Regions from separate parts of the Ovis aries genome. Here region 1 is linked to region 2. Evidence: chromatin contacts called from public Hi-C data. All regions are on one chromosome and are shown on one strand. Each heading gives the region's core, a stretch centred on a gene start, on an enhancer-like site or on the middle of the called end of the contact. The rest is flanking DNA. Distances are from core to core; before and after follow the strand shown.

Region 1 (7,631 bases), core at 513-3,012, 230 kb before region 2:
CTCCTGTCATTGGCGGGAACTCTAAGACTGCTGGAAGGAGAGGACCATTCTGTTCTGTGAGATCCTGGAAAACCTGGACCAGCTGGGAGTGGCCAGAGCCATTAGAGAAGTTCCCTCTCACCTCAGCGAGGCCTGCCATGGGCACCTGACATCCTCCAAGAACTGGCCCCCTTGCTCTCCCAGACCTGCACAGCACCTCCCAACTCCGGAGTCCCCACCTTGGATGGGGACCATCCGTAGCATGACCCCGTGGTACCCTTCCCCTCACCCGTCTACTGCATTATGGGCAGCGGGGCCTGCTCACTTCCGGCCCTTGACCCTGGCCCAAGCTTCAACTTCCTGTCTTGTGTGATCCATTCCCAGGAATAAGGACTGAATCGTCTATAGCCTGATTTCTCTGTGAAAATAAATAGGAATGCAAAATTCACACGACTGGGAAGATCTCAGAGAAGATGGGTGCTATTTCGGCCCCTTTGAGCAGTCCCTGGGGGCGCGCTCATCCTCCTTTGCGGCTACAGCGCCACCTGCAGGCACATTGGAGAAGCAGGACTGTGGGGGACGTCACAGCAAGGTGACGGAAACGCCTGTGAGGCTCTAACCTCCCCCAGAGACTGAGGACAGTGCTCTTCAGAGGGCACGTGTCCCACTGGAATACGGGCAAATTCCACACAGTTCCAGATATCCAGCCTTCCAACTAAATACCCTGCAAAGCCTTTATCCCCTCCTGCCAATCTGTGCAAAATGTCAGGGGGATAAGCCAGTTTGCTTTCTTCTCAGATTCACAAAATGTTTGTGCCAATTTTGTGCAGACCGATCCTTCTCTCTCTTTTCCTATACATTTTTTTCAGAAGTATGTGAACTCATTTTGGTGAAATTTAGCTGTACGATGGTTGTTATTTGTTTCAAGAAAGACAAAGGCAGCTTTGGCTGGTGCTGGGGATGTGGAGTCAGAGAACTGGAGGTAGCATGGAGTGTTGTGTCTTGCTTGTGAAGACTTATGCAGCAGTGCAAGCAGCCCCATCCCCAGGGGTCCATCCCCTTTCCTGCCCTTAGAAACCCCCGGGAGCCCAGGCAAGAACAAGAAGCCTTTCTGGGCACGTGGCTGCTGATGGGTGGAGGGATCCCAGGATGACCTGGTCCTGGACTGCTGCGCACACAACTGCTGCTGCTCACCTGGCCTCTCCTCCTCTCTCCTGCTCAGAGGGCATTCAGGGTGTATTTGGGGCAGGAAGAAATGCAACCGAGGGGAGCACTTATTGGAAATCTGACTGTGAGAGTCTTTGGTTACAGTCAGGCCAGTTCCAGGCCCAATTCAATTAATTCTGGATTAAGGTTCAGGGTCTGACCCTTCTCAGAGAGACTTTCTTGCACAACCTCTTAAAAAGTAATTTCTCAGAGACTGATCTTGGTTTGTGTTTTCTAGAGAATAAATTTGGAGGACTGTGCTTCCATATTCATTTCTATTTTGGTGATTCATTAGCACGTTGGTCAAGAAGGATCTTGTACATTTATCAGAATGTTCACCTTAGGGGTGTGTTTCCAGGGTCGGGCTCTGTGATAGACATCCACACCCTCCTAGCTGCACAAGCTTCGTGTATCCCTTTTCATCCTAAACCAAAGTTCTCTCTCTAGTATCATAAGCATGAAGACTTTGCAAGTGGAAGTTCATCCCTGAGATGAAGGCAGAGATTCAGCCTCCTCCTCAATGGCTTAGGGAGGGCAAAGGATTTAGAGGAACTGAGCTAAGAAAGTGAGAAGCAGGGAATTGGGTCAGCTTAACTCTAGGGAAGAACTAGGAAGCAGGTTTAGGGAACTAGAGGGTACTGTTAGAGACCCAAGGGATACGCACCAGGGAGCTTCCTGGAGATGTGGGAAAGGGCCGTGGTATCAGGGAGGAAGACCCATGATTTCAAGGTTGAGAGGCTGAAGGAAATCAGCCTTGGTGACTGGCTGTGAGCAGAGAGAGGGTGAAGATATGGGGTATGGAGAAGGGAGCTGGACAAAAGAATTAGGGAGAAAATTCAGACTATCCTGATAGCACTGGCCTCTACAAATTTAGTGGGTCCTAAATTTTCTCACTCATCAACAAAGTAACCCTTCCACCTGGATTAGAATGGGATGCATACATACCCTGTCCTCAATCCCTGCCACCCCCAAGATGATGATACAAGGACACTTGTATGGGAGCAAACATTCTGATATGTTTGATCTAAAAAAAAAAAAAAGTTTCATTTCCCTAAAGTTATGCTTGCTGCATTCATGCTTGCTGCCTTTATGCTCTCTGAATTCGCCTTTTCAAAGCCAGGCTCCTTTCCAAAAATCCACTCTGGCAGGAGATCAAGGGAGGGCCTGATGTTCTCCAGTTAATGATAAAATTCCACAGTGAAGCGTTCCCAGCATCAGCCAGAGAGGACCAGAACTAGCAGTCTGGCTCTGACAACCACAACCTAAGTCCCCTCCCGGGCCGCGTGCCTTGTCTGACTAGCATCGCCGTCCACGGCCAGCAGAAGGATGGCTTGGTCAGGTGAGGGCAGGTGTTGCTGGAACAGCATGCCCCCAGGTTTCCAGTGTCGCTGTCAGGCTGCAGAGCACCCCCCGCCGCCCACGCCCCGGAGCCAGTGCCGTGGTCTGCTTATTTTGACGTACTCATCCCCAACATGTCAAGATGAAAGGCAGGAAACGGGCAGTTCCAGTTCCCACAGCAGAAGTGGTTAGGCCACAATGCATCGCGTCTCATGCCGGTCATGGGATCCCAGAGGCTGATGCAGGCCGACCTCAGGCCTGGCTGGTCCGGCACCGCGTCCCCTGCACCGAATCCCTTCTGACCACAGACCGCCCGCAGCCTGGCTCGCTCCCACCGCTGCCAGTGACTGGAGCCACCTCCTCAGAAGGTCACCCCCGCCCCGGGGCTCCCCGCTGTTCCCAGGGGCCTGCCTGCTTCCTGCAGCCACTCCCAGCCTTGCTGGCCTGTTTCTGAGCTGTCAATGTGGAGCTTTCCCTGTGAACATAAGTGCCTCCAGGCTTTCAGGGCAGAGGTTTGGAAACCCCCAGGATTCTAAAAAAGTGGCAGACATTGACCCACCAAAAATCAAATTGAAAAAAAGAATAACAAAGCCCAGGCTTTCCTGTTTTCCCCTGAGTGGCTGCTGGCCCTTCCTGCAACCACCCCAGTCAGCTAGAGGAGTCTTCGGTAAACAGGCCATCTTTTCCATAAGACATAAGTAAGCATCGCTTCCACCCACACTCAGGATGTTAGAACATTTGAAGAATGATCTGTTCTGGACCAGAAATAACCTTACAGGAAGAATTCCACTTCTCTTTCTCCAGGTACGTGCTATGTGGCTGGCTTATGGGGACAGTGGGGACTGTCAGGGTCTACTTCTTGGCTTTGGTGCAGTTACTCCAAGCCCTTCTCAACAGGCCACTGCAAGAGCATTTGTGCATTTCATTTCCTTGGAGAGGATTTTTTTAAAAACGGCTGTAGGGCACTTTACATCCCATTCAGATGTGTTCCCTGGGCAGCAGACGACTTGAACGTTCAGTAGAGCCAGGCTGAGCAGTGCCCAGAGAGGGCCCCACTTCCTGTTCAACAGAAGCCACCACAGATAGGTACTCAGGGACAGTAATGTCCTTTTGTGCCTTTGTCTGGGGCAGCTTATTAAGGTAGAGACTCCTTAGTGTTGACAGGACAACCCCTTCCTGTGTGTTCCAGGAGAACATAATTGACTACAAAACCTTTTCTCGATGTCACCACTGCCAATTAGCAGCAGTGAACCCCAGTGAATGCTGGGAACCTGGAAATAGCATGTTCTACAGCTAATCAGCCCTGTGGAACAGTGACACACCTCCCTGTTGTCAGGAAGGTGGGATCCAGGTACCACAAGGGGGCTGGGTTCTCGCAGAGCCAACATGTTCCACTGATTTCAGAGCCCACCCTTTGTGGGTGAGTTACACAACCTTCAGGGATTAACCATCAGAGATAGGCCTCTGTCTGCTCAAGGCCTTTGGGTTTGAGAGGCCAGAGATATGCAAAAGGAGTCATCCAGATCTTAATTCATGTAGAGACCCTCTGTCCCCTCCCCAGCTCGCTCCCCACCAATCTGGATAGATTTAAGAGACCCTTTGTTTCTTGTGATCTGACCCTTCTCCCAAGGACTAAGGAAGCATCCATTCTGACTGCTGAGAGCTGAAGCAAACACATAATTTCAAGGTTTGGAAGGATGTTCTGGCCCACCCCTATTTCACTTTAAATAACTAACACCGGCAGGCAGGTGCTCAAAGCATGTGCAAAGAGAAAAATATTAATGCAAAAGGGCAAGACCAAAGGAAATACTTGCCTAGCTTTAGAATTGTTATTAGGATGGGATGATGGTGATTGTTAATCATTGCGATGTGGATTGGAAGCTGGAAGAGGCTGCTAAGCTCCCCGCACCTTGCTTCTAGTAATAAAAGTCCTGTTTGGAAATAACTTTGTGACTAAAGTTCAGTTCAGTTCAGTCGCTCAGTCGTGTCCGACTCTTTGCGACCCCATGAATCACAGCACGCCAGGCCTCCCTGTCCATCACCATCTCCCGGAGTTCACTCAGACTCACGTCCATCGAGTCAGTGATGTCATCCAGCCATCTCATCCTCTGGCGTCCCCTTTACCTCCTGCCCCCAATCCCTCCCAGCATCAAAGTCTTTTCCAATGAGTCAGCTCTTCGCATGAGGTGGCCAAAGTACTGGAGTTTCAGCTTTAGCATCATTCCTTCCAAAGAAATCCCAGGGTTGATCTCCTTCAGAATGGACTGGTTGGATGTCCTTGCAGTCCAAGGGACTCTCAAGAGTCTTCTCCAACACCACAGTTCAAAAGCATCAATTCTTCGGCGTTCAGCCTTCTTCACAGTCCAACTCTCACATCCATACATGACCACTGGAAAACCATAGCCTTGACTAGATGGACCTTAGTTGGCAAAGTAATGTCTCTGCTTTTTAATATGCTGTCTAGGTTGGTCCTAACTTTTCTTCCAAGGAGTAAGCGTCTTTTAATTTCATGGCTGCAGTCACCATCTGCAGTGATTTTGGAGCCGCAAAAAATAAAGTCTGAGCTCAAATCGACTGGTCCAGCAGCCATGCAGGAGGCTGACGTGGAGCTTCTCTGGAAGTTTACCATGATTGGTGGTCTCGTCCCAGGCGCCCTCCACCGCCGGTGGCTTGGAGGAAGCCCGGCTGTCGGTAGGACGGTGGGCAGGCGCCAGATTTGGAGGCTTTCTGCTTTTAATTTGACTTGTGCTGTGCTTGATTTGTCTCCATGGAGTGGGTCTACCCTGGCCTCGGGCAGCAGAGGGCATTTGGAAAGAAGTGGGGTGGAGGTGAGGTGAAGTCGCTCAGTTGTGTCCGACTCTTTGCGACCCCGTGGACTGTAACCTACTAGGCTTCTCCGTCCATGGGATTCTCCAGGCAAGAATACTGGAGTGGATTGCCATTTCCTTCTCCAGGGATTGAACCCGGGTCTCCCTCATTGGAGGCAGACGCTTTAACCTCTGAGCCACCAGGGAAGTCGCCCAGAGGGCTGGGGAGTCAGCTGGGACTCTCGTCCGCCCATAAGCAACAGAAACCAATTCCGGCTGCTTCAGGCAGAAAACAAATGTGTTAAAATGGCGACAAGATGGCCTAGGATTCGGAGGGGGTGGGGGTGGGGGGTGGCTGGAGAGCGAGCTTGTGGCGACAAAAGCCTGAGGGTTCAGCCACAGCCAGGCCCACCGGCAAAATCACATCCAACCCCAGTCCTACCAGGCCTCTGCGCCCCCTGCTGGGCGTCTCCAGGCATTGCGCCCCCCAGCCCCCGCTGGGGCTCTACCCCAGCCTGCCCGGCTCCTGCCACCATTCTGACCTCCTCACTCAAGTCCAGAGCTGCCCCACCTGGTCAAGGCCGGCCACTCGCCTGTGCCCCACCGCAAGGCGATAAACATCCCTATGCCTGGGTTCTGATGCTGATTCGCCCACTTTTTACTGTCAAGGGGCTTTAATGAAGATGGAAGGAGACGTCTCCTGAGCTCTGGAAGTTCCCTCCCCTGGCCCTGCACCCAATCCCTTTTGGTCCGAGGCTGGTATTCAACTTGGTGGATATCTGTGTCCTGCCTTTCTCTTTCTCAGACTGCTGCCATTTTTATTTCTCTCCTTAGAAACTCCTTCGGGAGAGAGGGCAGGGTGCGAGGGGTGGGGGTGGGGGGTGCGTGGGCAGAATCGAGTGTGCCTTTGCTCTGCAGAAGGTTTAGGGGGCAGGGTGGAGACCTGATTAGAAAATGACATGCTGAGCACCTGTGAGAACTCAGCACGTGGAACAAAGCTTCAGCCCGGGCTGCAGCTGGGGTCTGCAGCACCCACGCCCACAGGGAGTGGGAGAACCTCTCTGAGCAGGGGACAGTGTCTAACTGCAGGATGGGCACCAGGAGCCAGGAGAGCTCCTCCCCCGACCAGGTAGGAAGGAAACGAAGTGGGCTGGAGAAGAGGGAGGAGGTTTGGAAAGATTCTAACAAGACTCTCCATTTCTCTTCTCCCTGGCTTCGGCAGCCGGTCTGCAGTTGGGATAAATTCAGCACAGGAGGAAAAGACAGCACATCCTCCCCCCTCTCCTCCCATTTTAGGTGAGAGGAGGAGGTGGCATGGGGGATAGAGAAAGATCTGGCGAGCTCACCAGCTGGTGCTGCAGGGCTGAGCTGCGCGAGTGTGCTTTGCGCCCCCACACAGAGGGGCCCAGGCAGGAAGGAGAAGTGCCCCCTCTCTTTTATCCCCTCTCCTTGAAATCAAGACAGTCTCAGGATGGAGGGAGTAGGTACCCCCTGACGCGATGTGGTCCAAGGGTCCCCACGGTCAGCAGTCCCCTAACAGAGCTCCACCAATGAGGCCGGGCAGGTTGCTTCTGGTGGGGGCCAGAAGCAATTTTGGAGAAGAGCACTGCTTCTCGTAGACCCAGGAGAAATGCCATCCTGTTGCCCAGGGACAATAATGAGTACCTGAGTCCCCTCCACCAAGCTGGCCTCGTGGATACTGCGGGGTGGGTTAAGGGGGTGGCCTAAGGCTGGGACTAGAGATTTCAATGCTAGTGAAGGGGACGAGGGGACATGCAGTGGCCCGGGCCACTGGAAGGAGAGGTCCCTGAGACTCTCAGATAACAAGGGGCACGGGAAGGTTGAAATGAGTGAGGAACAAAGGATTGGGGACAGGATGGTCAACATGCGGCTTCTTATTAGGAAGTGGGATAATTTGATTGTTACAGTGCCCTGACTGGGTAGGAGAATTGTTTTGAGCAGGCCCAGCTTGGGACCTGGAGGCCAGCATTGCCAGGGAGTCACTGGCCACTGGATGGTATAAAAACCTAGAAGGAAGCTAAGGGAGGTGAGTGAGAGCTGCACATTGCTATGCTATTTTGATAAAGACATCTCAAGTTGGTGAATGCTATATTGTATATCTATATATGCACATGTATACAACATGTGAAAAAAGTAATCGTCTGGTGGAATGCAGGTGAGTTTTTTTCTTTATGTTCTGTGATTTCCAGGTTTCTGCTTTGATAATAGCTTACTATTGTAATTAGAGGAGTGTGTGTGTGTGCTAGTTGCTCAGTCGTGTCCAATTCTTTGCAACCCCAT
Region 2 (7,341 bases), core at 2,023-4,522:
CTCCAGTCAGAAGAGTAAACGTGCCAAGCACTTCCTCGAATTGAAGAGCTTTAAGGACAACTATAACACACTGGAGAGTACTCTGTGATGGAGCTGAAGGCCTCTCACTGTTGAAGGAGCCATACAGACTGCACTGTGCTTGCCGGGTGGCCTCACTCAGGTCATCTGGGTCAGCCCAGCTCTGGATCAGCTGAAGCCCTGGTTGTGTTCAGAGCTCTTAAGATTTCATGCCTAGAGGATCATTCTCCCACCCGTTCTTATGGCCAGTTTCAGAACATCAGTTAAGACTTTATTTTCCCTTGGTATCACTTTTCTCTGGAGTTGAATTAGATGTTTTTCTTAATATTTCTGTCAAAGCTTCCTTAAAAATCCTCACTTGGTTTTTTGATCATGGTTCATCTGTCATTTTCCAGACTATAAATTATCCCAAGGGTGACCAGGCTTGGTGTCTTGTCTTCTGTACACAGCTGAATGGGAGCCTTTTGGTTTGAAACATCTAAGAGCTGATTGGTGGAAATGGTATACAGAATGCTGGGGAAATTGGTGGAGGCCATGAGTGCTACCTAGAACAACTTACCCTGGTGCTCCACTTAAACCAGGATGTTAACGGGAACATTAACACAACTTCTCTAACATGCGAGGATCTGCCTTCCACTTTCATTGTATACTGTCATGAGTAAATTGAAAAAGGAATGTTTTAACATCTGATATAATCCCGTCACTCCTTATTTGTGGGATACCGTGAAGGAATAGACCAATATCTTGATCTGACTTTATAAACCATTTAATGAACAATTAAAAAATAAAGCATATGATTCAAAAAAAATGAACAAAAAATTATGAAAAATAGAGGGTGTATATCATATGGGTCTGAAAATTAACTTCCAAATATAAGAAATATAGTAGACTACTGTAACACTGAACATGCATTCAAACATTTCTTGCTGAGCTATTAAATAGTCAGTACACACCAACCATGGTGAAAATGAAAGTGAAAATTGCTCAGTCGCATCCAACTCTTTGTGACCCCATGGACTATACAGTCCATGGAATTCTCCAGGCCAGAACACTGGAGTGGGTAGCCTTTCCCTTCTCCAGGGGATCCTCCCATCCCAGTGATCAAACCCAGGTTTCCCACATTGCTGGCAAATTCTTTACCAACTGAGCCACAAGGGAAGCCCAACAATACTGGAGTGGGTAGCCTATCCTCTCTCCAGTGGATATTCCCAATCCAGGAATCGAACTGGGGTCTCCTGCATTGCAGGTGGATTCTTTACTGAGCCACGGGGGAAGCCCTCAACCATGTAGCGGTTGTTAAAGACAGGAGAAATCCACAGCTTTCCCAGTAGAGAACTTCTTCTAATGGGTTATACAGGGGAATACAAACTAACCATTGTATCACCACATAAGTGCCAGGGCAGACGGGCATACAGCACTTCCTGTGCAGAAAAGGTACTGTGATGATCACTCAGTCGTGTCTGACTCTTTGTGACCCCACGGAATGTGGCCCACCAGGCTCTTCTGTCCATGGAACTCTCCAAGCAAGAATACTGGAGTGGGTAGCCATTCCCTTCTTCAGGGGGAATCTTCCCAGTGGGTAGGAACTTCCCAGGGGGAATCTTCCCAGTCCAGGAATCAAACCCCAGTCTCCTGCATTGCAGGCAGTTTCTTTACCATCTGAGCCACCAGGTAAGCCGTTACTAAGTCATAAAAACCTCTTAAAAGAGAAGATTATTCAAGGTGAGTTTTGCAAAATGTGTAGAAGGGAGTTAAGGCAACGAAAGGCTTGTAAAATGATGCCACAGCCACACTGGGTACAATCCCTTCTGGAAACTTCCAAGTTGTTCAGTATGCCTGAAACACAACCTCTGAGGAGGTGATGAGAGACAAAACCAAACAGGTAGGGAATTTGGACTTAATGGTGATGACGGCTCACTAGAGGATTTCAGGTAGAGAAGCAAATGGACATGAGTTTGGGTAAACTCTGGGAGTTGGTGATGGACAGGGAGGCCTGGCGTGCTGCAGTTCATGGGGTCACAAAAAGAGTCGGACGCGACTGAACTGAACTGAATAAATTTCTAAAAAGCAAGTCTGAGTTTCCAGTTATGGACTCTAATATAATATGAATAACCCAAAATAATAAAGGAGGAAAAAACAGAAATGTTTAAACTGAGTCAAGGCTCTCGAGTGGCTCAGTGGTAAAGAATCCACCTGCCAATGCAGGAGACACAAGAGACATGGGTTCAATCCCTGGGTCAGGAAGATCACTGGAGGAAGAAATGGCAACTCTGCCCTAGAATTCTTGCCTGAAGAATCCCATGGACAAGAGGAGCCCAGTGAGCCACAGTCCATGGGGCTGCAAAGAGTCAGACATGACTGTGCGTGCACACAAGGTTGTTCACAGCTAAGTATACAGAGTAACAGTCCATTATTACATGTTTGTTCTGCATTCATTTAGTCACTCAATAAATTTGGACTGAGCACCTACTATGTGCCAGCCACTGAGCTTACACTCCTTGATACCTTTAAGTGCCATGAGGACTGAGGCTAGATCTGATTATATTCTGGATGACCTCCCAAAGGAGAAGTAAGCATTGCCTGTTGGCCAGTGTTGTTTTTGTTTTTTTTACATTTTTAGAGCACACTAGAAAGCACCAAGCGTCCAGCACTATCAGAAGTCTATCTGGTCATCACCATACCTCACTGATCCAGGTCTCAAGCATTCTCAGACAAAGTCTACAGTGGCCTGTGGCAAGTATTTAACCACACACACAAGCAGAAATACTGCAGAACCACTTTTTCAAGTGGGTTGACAGACTTGTGAAATAAACAAATGGAGAAACTCTGCTGATATCTTGGATCTTTGCTAGTATTTACAGTAAGTGACAAAATTAGCTACTACGTATCGTCAATGACTGTATTAAGAATCTTAGATACATGATCTCATTTATTTCTGCAGGAAACTAATAGCTCCTGTTGAGATATACGGAAAAATGAGACTGGGACATCTAGCTGACACTTGGCAGGGAAAGGATTCAAGGCAGCTCTTACTTCAAAATCTAAGCCTTTTCCTCCACACCACATGCTATGGAAGTATCCACTACAGGCTTTTGATTTCACTCTGAGTGAAATCTGAAGTCCTCGCTGAGGTGTACCGACAGGGCCCTCATAATCTGTGACCCCAGCAACCCTCGCCCACCAGATGCCTCTCTGCCCTCACCTGCCAGCACTTCGGCTGGCTCACTCTGCTCCAGCCACGCTGCCTTTCTTCCTGTTTCTCAAAATGGCTAAGCACATCCCTGGATTAAAGCCTGTTCCATGAGGCGATTCCCCATCTTCATGTAACTCTTTCCCTTATTTCCTTCAAGTCTCTGCTCAAAACCCACCTCTGCCGTGAGGCTTTCCCTGACCACAGCTTGCCCCATCCTCTTCACTCTGCTTCATTTTTCTTCACAGCCTGAGCCCTCTGGCACATTATACATTTTCCTCTGCGCCCTCAACTGCAAATATAATTTCCTTGAGGACAGGAACTAATAAATACCTGGCACATATTAGGCTCTCGATTCATCAAACATGAGTAAACAAATCACTGAACAGGAAAACACACCCCAGGCCTCAGAGCTACTCCTCAGGAAAATCATGAAAGAGTACGTTCCTGTTTCTGCTCCCTTCTCCCGCTCTACCGTCCACTCCTTCTCCCTCATGCCAGATGTCCTGAGCTTTTATTCACACCACCACCTACAACATGGGTCCCTCTTAGTAATGCCCCACTCTCCAGACAAACGCTTCTGCACTTTCTTTTCTCTTACAGTGTAGTTCCCTCAGTCAAAATGCTTGCTTGTCTTACTACTTTAAGATCTTCAGTCCATAAATTAAAATCTTTCTTCCATGCATATGATAGGCGTCTATATTTAGCATGCTATTCCTTAACAGGTAATATACTAAAAAAATCATGCTTTAATTTTAATATAATGGTGTAAAATTTATTCACCATAAAAGGCCTGCAGGGAAAAGTATTTCAGTCAGGCAGATATTTACATATCCCTTAAATGCACAGCTACCTATCTGCCGTCTTTCCCACCTAGTACAAGCAATTTCAAATCCTAAAAAGCACCTCTGACAAAGTAACGTCACGGCCATTAAGGACCTGAAAAACAAACTTCTGTAGAAGAGGTACAAGACAGAAAGAATAAGGGCTGAAGCTATGTGCTAATCGCAGAAATGGGAAAATCAGGCAAGTTTAGCAGTTTAAAGAAGAGGATCCATTCTGTTTTCGAAATGTCAAATTTGTGGTCAGAAAGATCTATCTATTCCAGCAAGATAATGTATTCCTCAAATAACACCCTTTTTCTGTTTGCTTTACACCATGAAATATATAAGGTAAGAGGTCAGAGTGGAAAGGGAAAGGAACCACTTTCAGAGCAGCTGGGTAACACAACGAGGTGGCCCCACACCACCATCAGCTGGCAGCAGGCCGGGCCTGACTCATCTCCCCTTCTCCCCCAAACTGCCTCACTGTCAGCAGTAACTCTTTTCAAGAAGTGTCTGCTTTTCTAAATTTAAAACAACCATTCAAAACAGGTAGGGTATTTTAACTTACCAGTTTTGGTTTTTTGTTCCTTGGGGAATAAAAGGAAAAAAAGACTTTCTAAAAACATGGACAGTTCTAAAGGTTCCTGAATATAAAACCACTCTTTTAAAAATAGTCCTTTCTGGCTTTTACAGTTTAACTGAAGTGAATTTTCCTTCCATTCATTCTGATTTCCTATCCTCCTCCCACAATTTTATTAATACAATCTTACATTGAGATATAATCCACATACCATAAAATTCACCCTTTAGACTATACAAAGCAATGCTTTTCAGGATATTCACAAGGTACTCATCCTTCTTTTTAAGTATAAGGAGCTAAATTAGGAATACATATTTGTAACTTTATTTTGTCAGACATGATTCTTTTTTAAATCATTTTCCAATGTAAAATATGGTCACATCGTTCTGCTTTCTTAGTTTTCCTACTCTGCTATTTTAAGTACAGCAGGATTATATTAATATATTAAAAAATCAAAGTTTGCAGGAATCATTTCCTATGGAAGAATGATTTGCGACCAGTAACAGGTTGTAAGGCCAGGCTTGAGAATTTGTCTTGCATTGGGTTAAAAATTAAGTACAGTGATTTCATTTAGTTTATTGTGAGTGTGAAAGTTGCTCAGTTATGTCCAACTCTTTGCAACCCTATACACTGTAGCCTTCAAGATCTTCTGTCCATGGAATTCTCCAGGCAAGAATACTGGAGTGGGTAGCCATTTCCTTCTCTAGGGCATCTTCCTGACCCAGGGATGGAACCTGGGTCTCCTGCACTGCAGGCAGATTCTTTACCATCTGAGCCACCGGGGAAGCCCCTTTATTTTATATATTACAGATTTCAAAAAGTGTTTTAAAGGTACTGTTACTGATCTTATAAAACTGAGAAAACACCAATTCCCCATGATCAGGGGCTATTACTATTACTGGACGGACTTTGAGAAAAGCTACACATACCCCAGACCAATCAAGGAACTCTGTGTTATGGCTGCTCTCAAGATGAAGCACACTGTTAAAACTTAGGTTAAACCCATCTGGTGAAAAAATGCAAAACTTATTATATCTATGTCACTCCTTCAGAATGATGTGATATATAAAACAATATTTTTCTAATTATCTTATGATTGCTTTAGATTAGTCTCAAACATGTATTCTCAGTGGGGGTAAGACTGCCCTCAAGGGAGCAAAACTTGGCTTCCAGGGGTCGAAGAAAAATTACTCTCTTTACACATAGAGCGAATATACACACAGTCCATAAACAGAATCTTGGTATTAAAGTTTCACAGAGAGATCAATTACAAAAAACTGTGTGAAAGACTTCTTACAGAAGGTGACTTAAAAAAAAAGTTGAGAAATACTGATCTAAAAGAAACTAAAACTCTTAATAAATACATTAAAAATTTGTCATTATACTTATCACTATCTTCTAAAATTAGAATGCTTACAGGATGGTTATTTCAGGGACAGATGTGACTCAAGATGGCATCCACCAATATTCCTCTTACACTGTACACAGATGGTGACTATCAGAGTTATAACAACTATAATAATTTTATCTCTCTTACATGGTACCAAGTCTCCAAACATTAAAAGAAAACATTTTAAGCTGAGACTTTAGGCTTCTGACACCAGTAAAAGAAAGAATATGGACAAGCATTTAAATAAGGATGGTGATTTTAATGACAGTTAAAAAGATGACAGATTCTAAGAAAAGTAGCTGGGCTTTCAACATCAGACCACCCTGCTGCTTCTCATACTCTTTGATGAGAATATCTGAACAATTAAAATGGCAACAGAGAGTATACTCAAGTGGACGTGTCCTATAAAATGAGCTTTTGGTCAAATAAATCATACTGAAAGTGTGCAGTTGTCTGCCAGGACAGCCGTGGAAGTCAGAAAATTTCCTAACTGTATCACAAAGAATACTCCATCCCTATTTAACTGCTCCAAAGCCTCTCTGAAAAGATACCCACAGACAGGTGTTGTCAGGATAGTGAACGATGCCAAATAAAGCAGCATAATGAAGGGCTTCCATGGGGGTAGGACAGACTGAGGAAAGAATATAAGAAAGTCCAGAGAAATCCTAAATATCAGAAGTGATCGACGGCAGTGATGATGGTGACTACATGGTAAGAAGAAAAAAGGGGGATGGGGCGAGCAGGGGCAACGCCAGAGCCAATTCCACCCAGAGAGTTATTCAGGTTTGGCTAGCTTAGCACAGCTGAATTATAACTGAGTTCCCAATCTCACCAGCTGTCCTGGGCTATAAACCAGAGCTCCATTTAGCTACAAATGACAGAAATTCCTGCCAAGTGATGACCTGACAGGATGTTTTTCCCCCAGTTCTATCAACTAGGGCTGTACGAGTGCAGCAAATCAGGATATTCTGGCTGGCACCTCAGCCCCCAAATCCTGAACTAGATGATCTGAGACTTTCCCTCTAGCCCAGCAATTGTCGGACAACATGGACTTCTCTGCCAGGGAAGTTCTAACAAAGCCCACACGGAATTAGGTAGCTAGGTGCAAACACTATAGTTCTGGAATGTCGGCTCTAACACAGGGCACATGTTTCCTGCACGCTGCTAGAGATGCTTGTCAAACCAGGAAGGAAAGGTGAGTGACCAGAATATGAACCATATTTGGAGAGTTTTGAGGATTTAAAAATTATTTGTATTTATGCTGATCACTGGCTCATTTGAAAGATGAAGAACTGGGATCTGGTTCTTCCATCCTAGAGTAAAAAGGAAATTTGCACTG

What was found. A called contact is a pair of places that touch in the nucleus more often than the background predicts.
Region 1: a Hi-C map of mixed tissues shows a contact between it and region 2, with 3 times the contacts expected there. The contact joins two enhancer-like sites. A contact is called at or near these places in 10 of 16 Hi-C or Micro-C datasets (hypothalamus, liver, mesenteric adipose tissue and 6 more).

Annotation. Positions count from the first base shown.
Region 1 is chr2:135,302,837-135,310,467 of ARS-UI_Ramb_v3.0, reverse strand. No RefSeq gene overlaps it. Among named protein-coding and RNA genes, the nearest start is that of CHRNA1, 19 kb to the left of the region's middle. Within about 2 kb of position 1,762, at least 4 of the 54 cell types and tissues checked have an H3K27ac peak or open chromatin away from gene starts, as enhancers often do.
Region 2 is chr2:135,072,637-135,079,977 of ARS-UI_Ramb_v3.0, reverse strand. All of the region lies in intron 2 of CHN1 (chimerin 1), which reads right to left. It also overlaps the pseudogene LOC105607505. Among named protein-coding and RNA genes, the nearest start is that of CHN1, 7.2 kb to the right of the region's middle. Within about 2 kb of position 3,272, at least 4 of the 54 cell types and tissues checked have an H3K27ac peak or open chromatin away from gene starts, as enhancers often do.